Linked DNA regions of Mus musculus: region 1 is linked to region 2. Evidence: chromatin contacts called from public HiChIP or PLAC-seq data. All regions are on one chromosome and are shown on one strand. The core of a region is the stretch at or near the end of the contact, and the rest is flanking DNA. Distances in the headings are between cores, read along the strand shown. Region 1 overlaps Ubl3 (ubiquitin-like 3). Region 2 overlaps Slc7a1 (solute carrier family 7 (cationic amino acid transporter, y+ system), member 1).

Region 1 (6,560 bases), core at 1,206-3,705, 160 kb after region 2:
TGGTTTGCCTACATTTGCTTTCCAATCAACTGATGATTCATGAGGGGTCATCTCATAGCTAGATTTAGTCAAGAAACAACATAAAGAGGCACCTCATCTCCAAATCTTTCTGTAGTCACACAAAATTATATGTGATCATTACACTTGGTGCCCAGAAATTAGTTTTTAAGATTGTATGTTGGTTAGTTTTATGTCAACATGATAGAAGCTAGTCATTGGAGAGGAGGGAGCTTTAATCGAGAAAATATCTCTAAAGATCAGGCTGTAGGCAAGACGTTTTCTTTCTTTCTTTCTTCCAATATTTACTTATTTTATGTATGTGAGTGCTCTTGTCTTCGCTCACACCAGGAGAGGGCATCAGATCCCATTACAGATGGTTGTGAGCCACCATGAGGGTGTTGAACTCAGGACCTCTGGAAGAACAGTCTTAACTCTTAACTGCTAAACTATCTCTCCAGACCTGCAAGGCATTTCATTCATTAGTAATTCACAGGGGAGGACCCAGCCCATTATGGGTGAGGCCACCCTGGGCAGGTGGTTCTGGTTCCATAAGAAAACGGGCTGAGGAAGCCAGGAGGAGCAAGCCAATAAGCCACACACACCTATCCATGGCTTCTGCATCAGCTCTAGCCTCCAGGTTCCTGCCCTGATATGGAAGCATATGCCAAATAAACCCTTTCTCTTCAATTTGTTTTTGTCATGGTACTTTATCACAGCAGCAGTAACCCCGACTAAGGCAATTTTCAAACAAATTCACACTGGAGAATTTTTAAACCTGTGGTAATATATAGAATAGACTGGGCTGATAGACCAACAGTGGACAGAATCTGAGAGAGAACAGGTAACCAGAGAGGAGAAAATAGGGCAGGCTAAGTGACGGCTCTAAGCTTTGGTGCTGAGATGTAAGAGGAAGCCAGGAGAATTGCACAGAAATGAGGACCAGAAAAGGGATACTGTCTAGAAAAAGATACGTTTAGCTTTTAGCACATCAGTTTTGAAAAAAATCAGTCTTAAAAATGTATTTCTGGTAGCACCAAATACAATTATCACATATACCACTGATTTCAGAGATGAGGTGCCTTTGACTATATTATTTCATGACTATTATATTAGATCAAAAACAGGGGAAGCTATACATTTGAAAATAATCCATACAGTCACTGCCTAATAAAAAAAAAAAGGCGTTTTTGTTTTTGTTTTTTGAGACAGGGTTTCTCTGTGTAGCTCTGGCTGTCTTGGAACTCAAGAGACCCACCTGCCTCTACCTCCTGAGCGCCTGAATTAAAGGCGTGCACTACCACAGCTTCTGACTGGAAGGACAAATCAATAATAGAGCAGGGTGTGCCAGATTATAGCCAGGATTTCTGCAATAGTTCAGTGACATGTGTAACTAGAAAGTTGTCTGTCAAGAAACCATGTTTCTACTGCTTTTACTGTTAAGCATAAATAAGTAATAACAAACTCACTATTCCACACACTCTGACACAGACCATAGTGATAATAATAGAAGACAGTTGCTCTGAGAAGTTAAGAAGGTTTAAAAATCATTCTTTACAATATGTCTGTCAACTCATTACTCCAGAGTGCTAGCAAGCACTTCTGTTTATGAAGAAGTGGTTCTGTCTGGCTATGAAGAAAGCGATTGTTCCATGCTGCCTGCACTCTGCAGGCCTATTCAGCTTGCACAGACAATTTGCATCAACCTGTGACTAGTGATACTGTCACTTAGTGGTGCCCAGATAGCTATGATCTCATGGGCTCTTAATATTGAGGTTCTCATTTATCAATTAATGTCTCTGGAACACTCATGAACTCTGAATTTAATACAATGGCATTTTATTTATTGTCATTAATTAAAATTTAAAATCCAAATATACTCAGGGTTGGTATAACAAATTATTCAGCAGGAGGGCTCATAAGGACACAAACAAGGACAGAAACAATTGAGTAATGGACGCATCAATGTCACTATGTAATGTTAAATACAATCTTTGGGAAAACACAGCACAAAACTGTATCTATGTGAGCTTTCTGAGCTAACCATGCTCCCCAGCGCCAACACTGATGCACTGAGCAGAGGTGGCTGCTTCAGACTATCAATTAAAGATCTCTGAATCATAAGTTATACTTCCTACAGACAAATCCAGCAGCATCAAAAACATTCATCCTAAGGCAAAGCTGAATGGAGGCAGCAGATGGTTTCCGAGAAGGGAAGTCTAGAGAACACAGGAAGAGTCCATTAGACTCTGTAAAAGTCACATTTTCTATAATGAAGGCTAAAGTGAATGATGAAGACGGCTCTCCAAGTGAAAAGGAACAGGGTCTCTGATTGGAGACCACAGGGGGTGTGGTGGTGGGGGGGATGATGTGTCAACCTCTTGCTGACTAACCCCTTAAGTTGCAGACATGGAGGCCAGCACTTCAAGCTTAACTGCTCCCTGTAAGAGAACTGTGGGGCAGTGGTTTGCCCTCTGACTAAGCAGGAACAAACAGCAGCCCAGTTGAAGTATGTCCCCAAACCCCACCCTGACCCAGGAAGTACAAACTATGCATACATTCTGAGGTCAGAGTGAGCCTCAAACTAAGGATGCCGCCCACCTCCTTCTGCCTTGTCTTCAGAGTAATAGGATCTTTCTGAGGGTGCAATAACACACATGGATCACACTGCTATCTTCAAATCTCATCTCTACATGAATAATTTATCTCACACTGCTCCAAGGTCTCCAGAAAGCATGACGTATCAGTACTGATACTGAAATGATCAGTACATTTTGTAAATGATACCAAGTAGGAAAGGTGTTTGCTTATAAAAAGGAATAGCTTTAACATTTTTATTTCAAAGGAAATTGGTTATTACCTAGCTCTTAGGATACTCAAACAAAGATCAAAGAAGAGAAGAATTAAAAGATGTTGCAACATGGAGGTGTGCAGTAGAACTGGCCCAGGGGAGGTCACAAGAGAAATAGAGTTGATTAGCTAGTCATGAACAGTCCTCCATGAACAGGACCAACTATAGACCAAAACAGTCAGAAAGAAATTACATCTGTATTAAACACTCAAGACATCTTCCTTGACATTCCTCCCAAAGCAACAGGGTACTTGGCACTGGCTGTTCTAAGTATCCACAGGTGGTCCCAGTGCATGGAGAAGGTGCTAGGTTACACACAGGTACCACTCCATTTCAGAGGATTCCTTAGCTTTTCCAGTGTCCCACAGGGGTCCGGAAACTTCCCCACTACAAAGTGAAGGACAGCTGTAATTGTTCTTTAAACTACAATTATAAACTGAGATTCTATTACCTTTCAGATATTTTAATGATCTGAAAGGTAATTACCTGATGATTTTTTTCCATTGTAATAAACTAAATTTATGAGCATGGCAGATCTTAAATTCTAGTAAGCACTGAAAAAAACATTGAAAAGATCAATAGTTGTACCAGCTAGTTTTATATCAACTTGACACAAACTTGAGTCAGAGAGGGGGGAGTCTCAATTGAGAAAATGTCTCTTTAAGATCAGGCTGTAGTTATAGGACATTTTCTTAATTAGTTATCAATGGGAGATACCACCAGAATGGCTACAATCACAAGTAAGAGTTGGTACAGATGTGGAAATCATAACTCTCAAGTGTGGCTGAACGCCAGGGGGTGGCCACTCTGCAAACACCTGCACAGCCATCCTGCTTTAGGTGACTTAGCACCTCCAGTCTCTGTGCTGTCCACTCTCCCGACTGCGGTAACAGAGCAGAGACGACTTTTACTTGTTTGGGATTTCTTATCTAATGATTCAGGGTAAAATGACAAGACAGGTTAGATTTCTTGAAATGTAAAACTAAAAACAATTAATGGGGGAGGGAGATATGCATAGGTTTAAGAGTATGTGTTGTAACTGCAAGTGACAGTGACAGACAAGACTCCATCTTGTACTTGGAACAAAGGTGGAAACTTCCTGTAAAGAAAACAACTTAAAAAACTGGTGTTAAGTGTCTGATAACTTTCCATGGGGTAAAGACATTTTTCTGGGAAGAATATACTCCTATCATCATAATCTAGGGCTTTTCCTATGGAATACTTAGATTACTACAGTGTCCCCAGGATCCAGGATAAGGATAAGGATGGATTCCTGCCTGCTCAAAACCAGCTGGTGTTGTACAGCTGTGACGCCGACGACTCCCTCCCTAAGAGAGCCGGGCTCCTCAGCACCTGCCATGAACCTGAACATCTTCCCCGATACAGACAAGGTGTGATTATCAGCTGCCAGGAACCTGTCAGAATAAAGCCTCGTCTTTTTAACCTCCTACAGGGTACTGCTCTGAATTTAACTGGTGTCCTCCAGATTTCACATTCTAGATTTAGAGAAATCACAGAAAGACATTAGAGAAAACCCTTATGTGAGGGAACATGATGCACTGTAGAAAGAGAACACAGCTTGGTGTCGTGGTGTCTTCAAACAGTGACATAGCAATTACAATTTCCTTACAATTAGTAAAAATATTTTCTGAAGATACACCCTATCAAATAAGCTGTAAAGAAAAAAATTGAAATGTATTTTTCCTGTTCTTCATATTTTATTTCCTGGCTTTGCCTCAACACCAAACTCCCATTTCTTCAGTCAAAGGGGAAGAAGAAATAAAATCCTGTGCAGGCACGCTCTACAACTGAAGAGAGACATGATGTTCAGTGAGGTAAAGGCATGTGTGGGATCAGAGAATCTGAGCATTAAAGAAGTGCATTGTCTCTGTTGGCTGCTGTCAGTACGACAGGGTTAGCTGAGCCTCCCAGTGCACTTCTTCCCACTGGGCAGACAGAGGAAAAAGAACAATTTTAATGGAAGACGACTGGTTATCAATCTCTCAAATGCTGTAATCCTCTTTTAGAGTTCCTCACATTGTGGTAACCAATCATAACATTACTTTGTTGCTCCTTCATAACTATAATTTTGCTACCATTATGGACCATAATTTAAATATCTGATATGCCGAATATTTGATATGCAAAACCCACGAAAAGGGCTAGCAACCCACAGGTTGAGAACCACTGAGCAAAGCAATGTACTGTCACAGTCTCGACACTGACACTATATGCTAGCCATGTGCATTGGAAACACTTTACATAACTCACTACTGTAAAGATTAAAAAGCAATAAAAACTTACTGTAAACTCTACATCGTCCACGTGCTGTGAATCTAGATTTGTATGTGAAAGAGTAATTAGTGTCAATGAAAATGGCTTCTCCCTTTATGTCCTCTTATGACAGACCCTCAAGGTCTAGCACAGATTTAAACCTGTAAATCCTTTGTGCAAATTTAGTATGCTGTACATAACCCTCACCACTACACTGCAAACTCCTGGAGAGCAGGATCATAATGCCCAAGCAGTTTACAGGTCTTTGCTCTCTTCCACTCTTCTCCCTACCATTTTCCACAGTATCTGTGGTAGCACAAGCAATAAATATCCTCATGAAAACTCATCCAAGTACTGCAGCAGCTGATCATTCTCCCTAACGTGCGTCAATAAAACCACCCGGGGCCATTTAGAGGAAGGGAAATGCCATGATTACCATGGCAGAGCAGGCCTCCCAGAGTCTCAGTGGCTGTGTTCCCATGGTAAACACATAAGGTTCTCTTCAGGATCTACCAGCACTCTACATTTCCACGGTCTCAACGCTAGTCCCTTAGACCATGTCAGTGTGAAGACGCTTCCATGAAGCATATACGGTTAGAAAAGCCTCACCTGCCCAACACGGCCTTCACACAAAGGGTATTACTTATCAACAGATTATGAGTATTATTTGCAGATTATTTTAACCTCTTATGGGGCACTACTCTAAATTCAATGTTATTCCCCAGATTTCATATATAGGATTCAAGGAATTAAAAAAAAAACATATTAGAGAGAACCCTGGGATTCGGGAGCACATTATAGAAAGAGTACAGTTCAGTGTTTCTTTAAACAGTGACATGCCAATTACAAATTACTGACAAATAATTAGTGACAATGTTTTCGGAAGGCACACCTTATCAAATTAGCTGTAAAGAAAACCCCGAATTTTAGGATCTATTTAGGAACTTACCAGATTTCAAACATTCAGTACACTGCTTCAGAAATTATGCTAGTAATGTCTGAAGTATTTTAATTGGTGCTGTTAACAGCAGGAATGATAACACTGCTAGTATACAAGGTAAAGATTGCTACCCTTGTTTTTGGCTAGCAAATTCCAGCTCCACTATCCACTGCAGCTCTAGGTCTATAGGGCTAAAGATAAGCCTAAACTTCTGATCCTCCTGCCCCCATGTCCTAAGTCCTCAATGACAGGTGTCTAGCACTATTACCCAGTGTGTAGGTGCTGGGACTCAAAGTCAGGGCTTCACTCAGCTAGGCAAACACTGCCAACTAACCGCATAAGCAGCCCTACAGCCCTCTTTCTTTATCCACATCCTTAAGCAAAGACCAGTGTCTCAACCTCAGTCTAAAGCTGTTTACTGGGAAACCCTTCACTGTGGGGTTGTTTCAAGCACTGTAGGATATACACCACTTTCAGCTGGATGATGCTCCACCCCAA
Region 2 (6,476 bases), core at 1,117-3,616:
CCAGACCTCCAGCAATGTCTCAGCCCTCCACTTGGTGACCGACACACGTAGTTCCTACGAACTCCAATGATTCGAAAGTAGACAAAGGAAAGAAGCTATGGAAAACGAGGGGCAGACAAGGGAACCGGGGTGTGGGGATAAAACCAACCGATGAGCTGGGCCCGTTAGGCAAAAGATGAGGCAGATATCAGAGCCAGGCCAGGCCGGCACAGCCTTGTCTCTTTAATCATCCCCGAAGTCAGGAAAGTTGCAACTTTCTGAGCTCTTACAAGGAGAGAGGGGTGGAGTTTGATGGTGGATGGCTCAACTCACATAACTCAAAAGAAGCAAGGACAGGATCTGAACTCAGGTCAGCTAGTATCAAAAGCGGTGCTCTCTGCCAACTGGGCTAAAATGACTCAATTTCGGGTTGGAGTTTTGTTTGTTTGTTTTGGTATTATCGTTTGTTTGTTTTTGTGTGTGTGTGCTGAGGGTCAAATCCACAGCCTCAAGCATGATAGTCATACCCCCAGCCACCTAACTGCCCTGTAACAGAGTCAGGCCGGACCCTAACTGACCTGGGTCTCGCCCTCCGCCAGCTTAAGAATCCCAGCCAAGCAGCCAGGGTAATCCTGTGCAGCTTTTCTCATTCCTGGCTCGCAGGACACATTGTCCAAACATGCCTCCTGTCGCCTGACAACTCACTTTGTCATTCCACCCAACATCCACAAGTACACGATGACTGACTCGCATTTAATGACAACTTAACTGGTCACTCCTAACACAAAGGGAGTGATTCAAAGTAACACACACACACACATATATACACACTCACTACTCACCCCCTGCTGCTGGCTTTGAACTATAGGAAACCAGAGGGTGGAGGTAAAAGTGGGTCATTTCAGTTGCTTGAACCACCCAGGGCTGTGGTAGGAAGGTTTTAGAGGTCATACAGACAGCAGGCTTGGAAAACATATGTAGAGGGAACTCTAGACGTGGCCGAGAGATTAAACATGATGATGGAAATATTATATATCTGCAAAAGTATCAAAAACAGTATATAAAGAATTTTCAGCCAGGGAGTGGTGGCCCACGCCTTTAGTCCCAGCACTTGGGAGGCAGAGGCAGGTGGGTTTCTGAGTTCGAAGCCAGCCTGGTCTACAGAGTGAGTTCCAGGACAGCCAGGGATACACAGGGAAACCCTGTCTTGAAAAACCGAAAGAAAGAAGGAAAGAAAGAAAGAAAGAAAGAAAGAAAGAAAGAAAGAAAGAAAGGAAGAAAGAAAGAAAGGAAGAAAGAAAGAAAGAAAAATTTTCAGGGCAGGGTGACTGAGACCATGGCCTCTCTTAGAGGACTATAGGGCTCTTTTATTTCCTGAACTTTTACTGTCTTCCCACCTATATTGAGCACACAATGCCTTTGAATTAGAGGGAGAAAAATCTCTCTAATGAAACCAACAAACAGCACAGGGGCATAAAGAAGATAAGAGGCTCCCTGCAAGGTCGGCCCACCTCGTGTCTACATAGGAAATGGTGGTAATTAGGTCCGTGGGATTTGTTATGTTTTCCGCTGTCTCCGTGAGGGTCTGTCTGGAAATTTCCAAAATTAAAGGCGAAAAGAAACAAATTCACCTACAACTGACCCGGAAATGTTTGTGCACCCTACACCAGGCCCCGGGGCACGCCCAGGACCTGCACAACTTCAAATGTTATCAGCCACTGTGACAATGGACTGGGTGAAATAGTCTTTTCCTATAGAATCAAGTTGAACAATGTGGAATTATTAATATTGAACCATTTTTATTGGTTTTATAAAAATATAGCCAACAGCTTAAAAAAAATAGACCAGGTGGGATTTCAGGTATTTTTCTCTGGGGCTTCATTCTAACTCATGCTGGAAGAGCCAACATGAACTCTAAAGATTAGATGTGGGGAAAAGGAATAATTTAGAGAGGTGGAGAGCATTGGGGGTGGGGTGAGAGGTAGGGCATTTCCAATCACACATTTTTGCATACGTATACTATAAGGGGCATGGTGAAGTTTACTTTCCAGCAGGTACTGGGTAGAAATAGCACACACCTGCAGCTGCTGCTGGCACACGCGGCAACGGACAATTGAAACCACGCTGCTGGTTAGAGGCCAAGGAGAAGCTGGAGGGCTGGGGGGAACTACATCTCAAGGGGTCTAGGCTGGCCAAGGGTGACTTCCATGGCTGGGCGTATATAGGCTCCGGTTTTGGCACCTTCTTGTACAGTGTTTTAATCTGATTGGCGAAGGTAGCTTTGCTTAAACAAATGTCAGAACGTGACACAGTTCTGGCTCTGACTTTTCAAAGAGCCCTCAGGCACACAGAACCCACGCCCCTGGTTGCCATGGGTATTATCTAGGCAGACGAGGTCATGCACAAGTAATCCCTATACAGGAAATGCCACATTTTGTGGTCAGTCTTCCTGGTCTATTCCAAGTCACAGTTCACTGGCGGCCAGAATCTCAGAGGCTCGCTCCAGAAGGAAAGTGTTAATAATCTGAGATACTCATTCAGGCCCTCATCTTTAAAACGAGTAGTCATATTTGTCCCTGCCACAAGGTTTCCTCCTGTGTAACATGCATATAAATGGGTGGACACCTTGGGAGGCAGGAACAGAAAGAAAATGTCCAGTTACAGAAAAGTCTTTGGAGACCGGAATGTTTATCTGCACGATCAAAGATCCAAGCAGCCCACAGGACAGGTGGAGGGAAGGAAAGGCACCCAGAACGCTGGAGTAATTCTAAAGGAATGAGGCTAACTGCCCCGTGGGAGAGCACTGTGGCCACAAGCAGTGAATTCTAGTTATGTAGGTTAGTGGCTGTGTCGACTGCTTGCTTTAATTATTCTAATGTGATAAGGTCACATCACCCCAGGATCTGAACTTGACCCACTGCCTCAAATGCTTTAGACCCAAATAGCTGAATCTGCTTCCTTCTTCCTGACAGTCTGTTGTACATCTGAGAAGAAGGCCATAGGTCCTGTCTACTATTTTTAAGGCTGTGTGTGTGTGTGTGTGTGTGTGTGTGTGTTCCTGGAGATGGATGGAATGAGCTCAACACACGCCCACTGCTGAGCTACACGTCTAGCCTTTTAAAGAATGCCTAAAAGCTGAATGCAGACATTTCAACTTATGTCTTAAGCAAGATCCACCATAGTCCCTCTCCCCCACCCCTGTCACCTGACAACCTATTTCAAGGTCGCCTTGCTTGCTACAGCAAAGAAGAAGTCCTTCAAGAGTCTAGAACACATTCTTCTATACAGCCAAACTCCGAAGAGTAGCCGAAGCCGCCATGCTCCCCGTAAGGCTGTGTACTCCAGCCACCACACACACAGGGCCCAGAGACCCTGACACAGCCAGAGGTTGTCCACCACACCCACTTGGATGGCTTGAAGCATCCTTGGAACCCAGAGAATATGCAAAGTGATGGGCTGGGTGTCACTCCGGCAGGGAGGTCAGCCATACAGGGCTGTATCTTGTTTGTAGCCCCTCCATACTGGTTCATCGGAGCAAGCTGCCATACTGGGACAGGCCCCTTGACAACAAGCCTCAGATCGCCAGTCCTACACCTCAAGGAAATGGATCACAATACATTATACACACACACACACACACACACACACACACACACACATATGATACTAGCAATAAATAAATAAATAAAAACTGAAATTTAAAAAGCAAAACAAAACGCTACCTATAGTAACACCAAAAAATATGTCTCTGGCCAAGTATTGAGGCACGAAACTTTAATCCCAACACTTGAGAGGCAGAGTTGAGTTGATCCCTTTGAGTCTGGGGCCAGCCCGCTCTACATATGGATGGAGCTGCAGGCCATCCGGGACTATATAATAAGGCCCTGTCTCCAAAAAAAAAAAAAAAAAAAAAAGGTCTCCATGATGGGCCATCGTCATGGTAGGATTTCAGATCCCACAAAAGATGAGCCGCTCACTGCCCTGGCCACGCAGTGCTTCTATCTCCATGGCAAGAAGAAAGCAAGTAACTGCTCAGATCCAACCACCTGCACAACAAGTACTTATTGAGTGCCTGCTGTATACTACAAACCCTGCCCTGTGGATGGAGAAGAGGCAATGTTAGCTTACAGGCCATTCTGCTAGGCTCCTCCTAGGGACCCGGCAACAGCCGTACGTCATCACCTGCCACCATGACCTGCCTCCACCAGGAGTGGCATCACCCCAGTTCTTGTGTTTGTTCGTGCCCCCCCCCCTTTTCTGTCCCTCCTTCTCTGCCCTCATGGCATGGCTCTATCTGCCTCTATACCCCTCTTCCAGACCCTCACTCCCTCCCTTTTCCCCAAACAAACCTCCTTTATATTAGGTCTGTTGCATAGCATGCGCGGTTTCTCCAGGGGACTCCTTGGCACAGGCCCACCAGGCACGCGCACACACGCACACACGCGCACACACACACACACACCCCTCTGCCACCACTGCGCTATACTTTATAACAATCAGACTCCATGAAGACCCCCCCGTGCTGGATATGACGAAGTAAGAGGCATAAACATGGCTGGCCAAGACAGGAAGGTCTCCTGGCGATGTGCCACAGACACTATTGCCTGGCCTGTCTCTCTTATTCCAAGAAAGGATGGTGGCGAGCTGGCCTGTTGGTTTTGGTTGTGAATTCTGAGTAGAGGCGTTGCTCAGGACATGGGGCTGAGGACCAAATGATGACTGCCCTATACTTTGGCACAACATTTCCCAAGTCCAGGGCTCCTCTGGCTGTCAACGCCCCCCTGTTGGGTAATGAGGAGGCTGCTGGCCACTGGGCCATTAGGGAAGCAGAGACACGTGTGACTGGGGCCAGCAGATAATCTCCCGAAGGAGCTGCTTCTCGTTTGATTACGTAAGCACTGAGACCAGGGTTGCCCTGGCTCAGACCCAGGCAGAACACCCTCCCCATCTCCTCGTTTAATCACGCTAGGCTTCGGGAAGGTACACCTGGCCATTCTGCACCGCCATCCCTGTTCCCTGACATCACGGAGGCCACAGCAGGGACTTCATCAACAGGTACTAAGTGTAGCCTGATCCTCCCTGCAGAGCTGCCCTCCCTGGCCCCTTCCTCCTTCCCTCCTAATCCTTGCTGAAAGGCCGCTTGCACAGTCGCTCACATGTGACATAGGCCCCAGGCTGTGGCTCCCACGAGTGGCCTTCTGATTAAGGACGCGTGTGGTCTCCTGAACCCGATCATGTGGGCTTTCTTAACACAGCAAAGACAGAACCAAGGCTGTGAACAGCCATAAACGACTGTAAGAATGTGTGCGGGTCACTGCACACACACACACACACACACACACACACACACACACACACACGCATACACACCTCCTCACCCACCAACCCGTGCACCTGCTCGCTAGCCATACTGAGAGCTTTACCCTTCAGCGATTTCTGATGATAACACACCATAACAATGAACTCTCCACAGCCAGTGACCCTTTTTAACTTCATAGACAATAGCTAGAGCAGTGACTTTCCCACAAGTATTTATATTTTATTTTATTAACTAATGTATTTATTTTATAAATTTTTAAAGGCAGGATCTATGTAGCCCAGGCTGTCCTGGAACTTGTTATATAGACCAGGCTAGGCTCAATATGTAAACCAGGCTAGACTCAATATGTAGACCAGACTGGCCCCACTACATAGACCGCCTACCTCTGCCTCCCAAGTGCATCACCACACTCAGCTAGAACAATAGATTTTAAAAGTATATTCTCCATGACATCATTTCTTATGCAGAACCCAAACATAAGAATCAGATTTTTTTTTAAGTGAGCTAATTTATTTAAAAAGAAAAAGCCAGACAATCTCACTGGCCAGCCTTGACCTCTACCCTCCCACACCCCCATCACACGCCCTGTTCAGAACTGTCGAGTCTAAAAAAGGACAAGCGTTGGGAATTTTACAAATAGCGCAAGGCTCGGCTTAGGCAGAGCGCTTGCTTACCACGTCCACCAAGAGCACGGAGGGCTACGGCTATCGGTTAGGTAAGGTTGAAATGAATGATAACGTTCTAATGCAAAACTGTCCTGGGGCGCCAACGAGCGGACCGTACCTGCTGTAAGACTCGTGGGACTTCTCACTGGGGAGGATCCGCACCTGGGGGCCAAGACGCCACAGCAGAGTCCACGGTAGCTTCAGGCTCCTGCAAGGCAGAGAGAGAGGGTTGTCACACAGCTGTGTTTGGACATCAGAGCCTCCAAATCGGAGCTGTCAGGGGAGGAATGATTCCACTTAACCCTGCTGCAGGAAGCAGGACGCCATCACTGAAGGAGTCCACGGGTGGGCATTGATGGGGCTAAGCATGGGGTGGCAGGGAGGTTTGGGAGTCACTCTCCATTTTCTGCCAGGACAGCCCATGCCTGTGACTGCTCAGACATCTCTCTGGCCTCAGGCCTTTTTTTTTTTAAATGGCGCATCGCAACATGCCAACACTGTCTGCAGATATC

The links. HiChIP or PLAC-seq counts read pairs in DNA pulled down with a chosen protein or histone mark.
Region 1: a contact with region 2 is called in an HNF4G HiChIP or PLAC-seq map of pancreatic cancer cells. The contact joins two enhancer-like sites. A contact is called at or near these places in 1 of 484 Hi-C or Micro-C datasets (the G1E-ER4 cell line), 3 of 115 datasets of contacts at active chromatin or transcription factors (the SCID.adh cell line, embryonic stem cells and pancreatic cancer cells) and 2 of 9 other capture datasets (adipose tissue and liver).

The regions. Positions count from the first base shown.
Region 1 is chr5:148,521,261-148,527,820 of GRCm38.p6, forward strand. All of the region lies in intron 1 of Ubl3 (ubiquitin-like 3), which reads right to left. Among named protein-coding and RNA genes, the nearest start is that of Ubl3, 28 kb to the right of the region's middle. Within about 2 kb of position 2,456, at least 34 of the 459 cell types and tissues checked have an H3K27ac peak or open chromatin away from gene starts, as enhancers often do. A contact at or near this core is called in the G1E-ER4 cell line and pancreatic cancer cells, where this site is marked.
Region 2 is chr5:148,359,080-148,365,555 of GRCm38.p6, forward strand. It overlaps Slc7a1 (solute carrier family 7 (cationic amino acid transporter, y+ system), member 1), which reads right to left. Exons shown (of 13, transcript NM_007513.4): 2 at 6,083-6,172. Among named protein-coding and RNA genes, the nearest start is that of Slc7a1, 38 kb to the right of the region's middle. Within about 2 kb of position 2,367, at least 108 of the 459 cell types and tissues checked have an H3K27ac peak or open chromatin away from gene starts, as enhancers often do. A contact at or near this core is called in the G1E-ER4 cell line and pancreatic cancer cells, where this site is marked.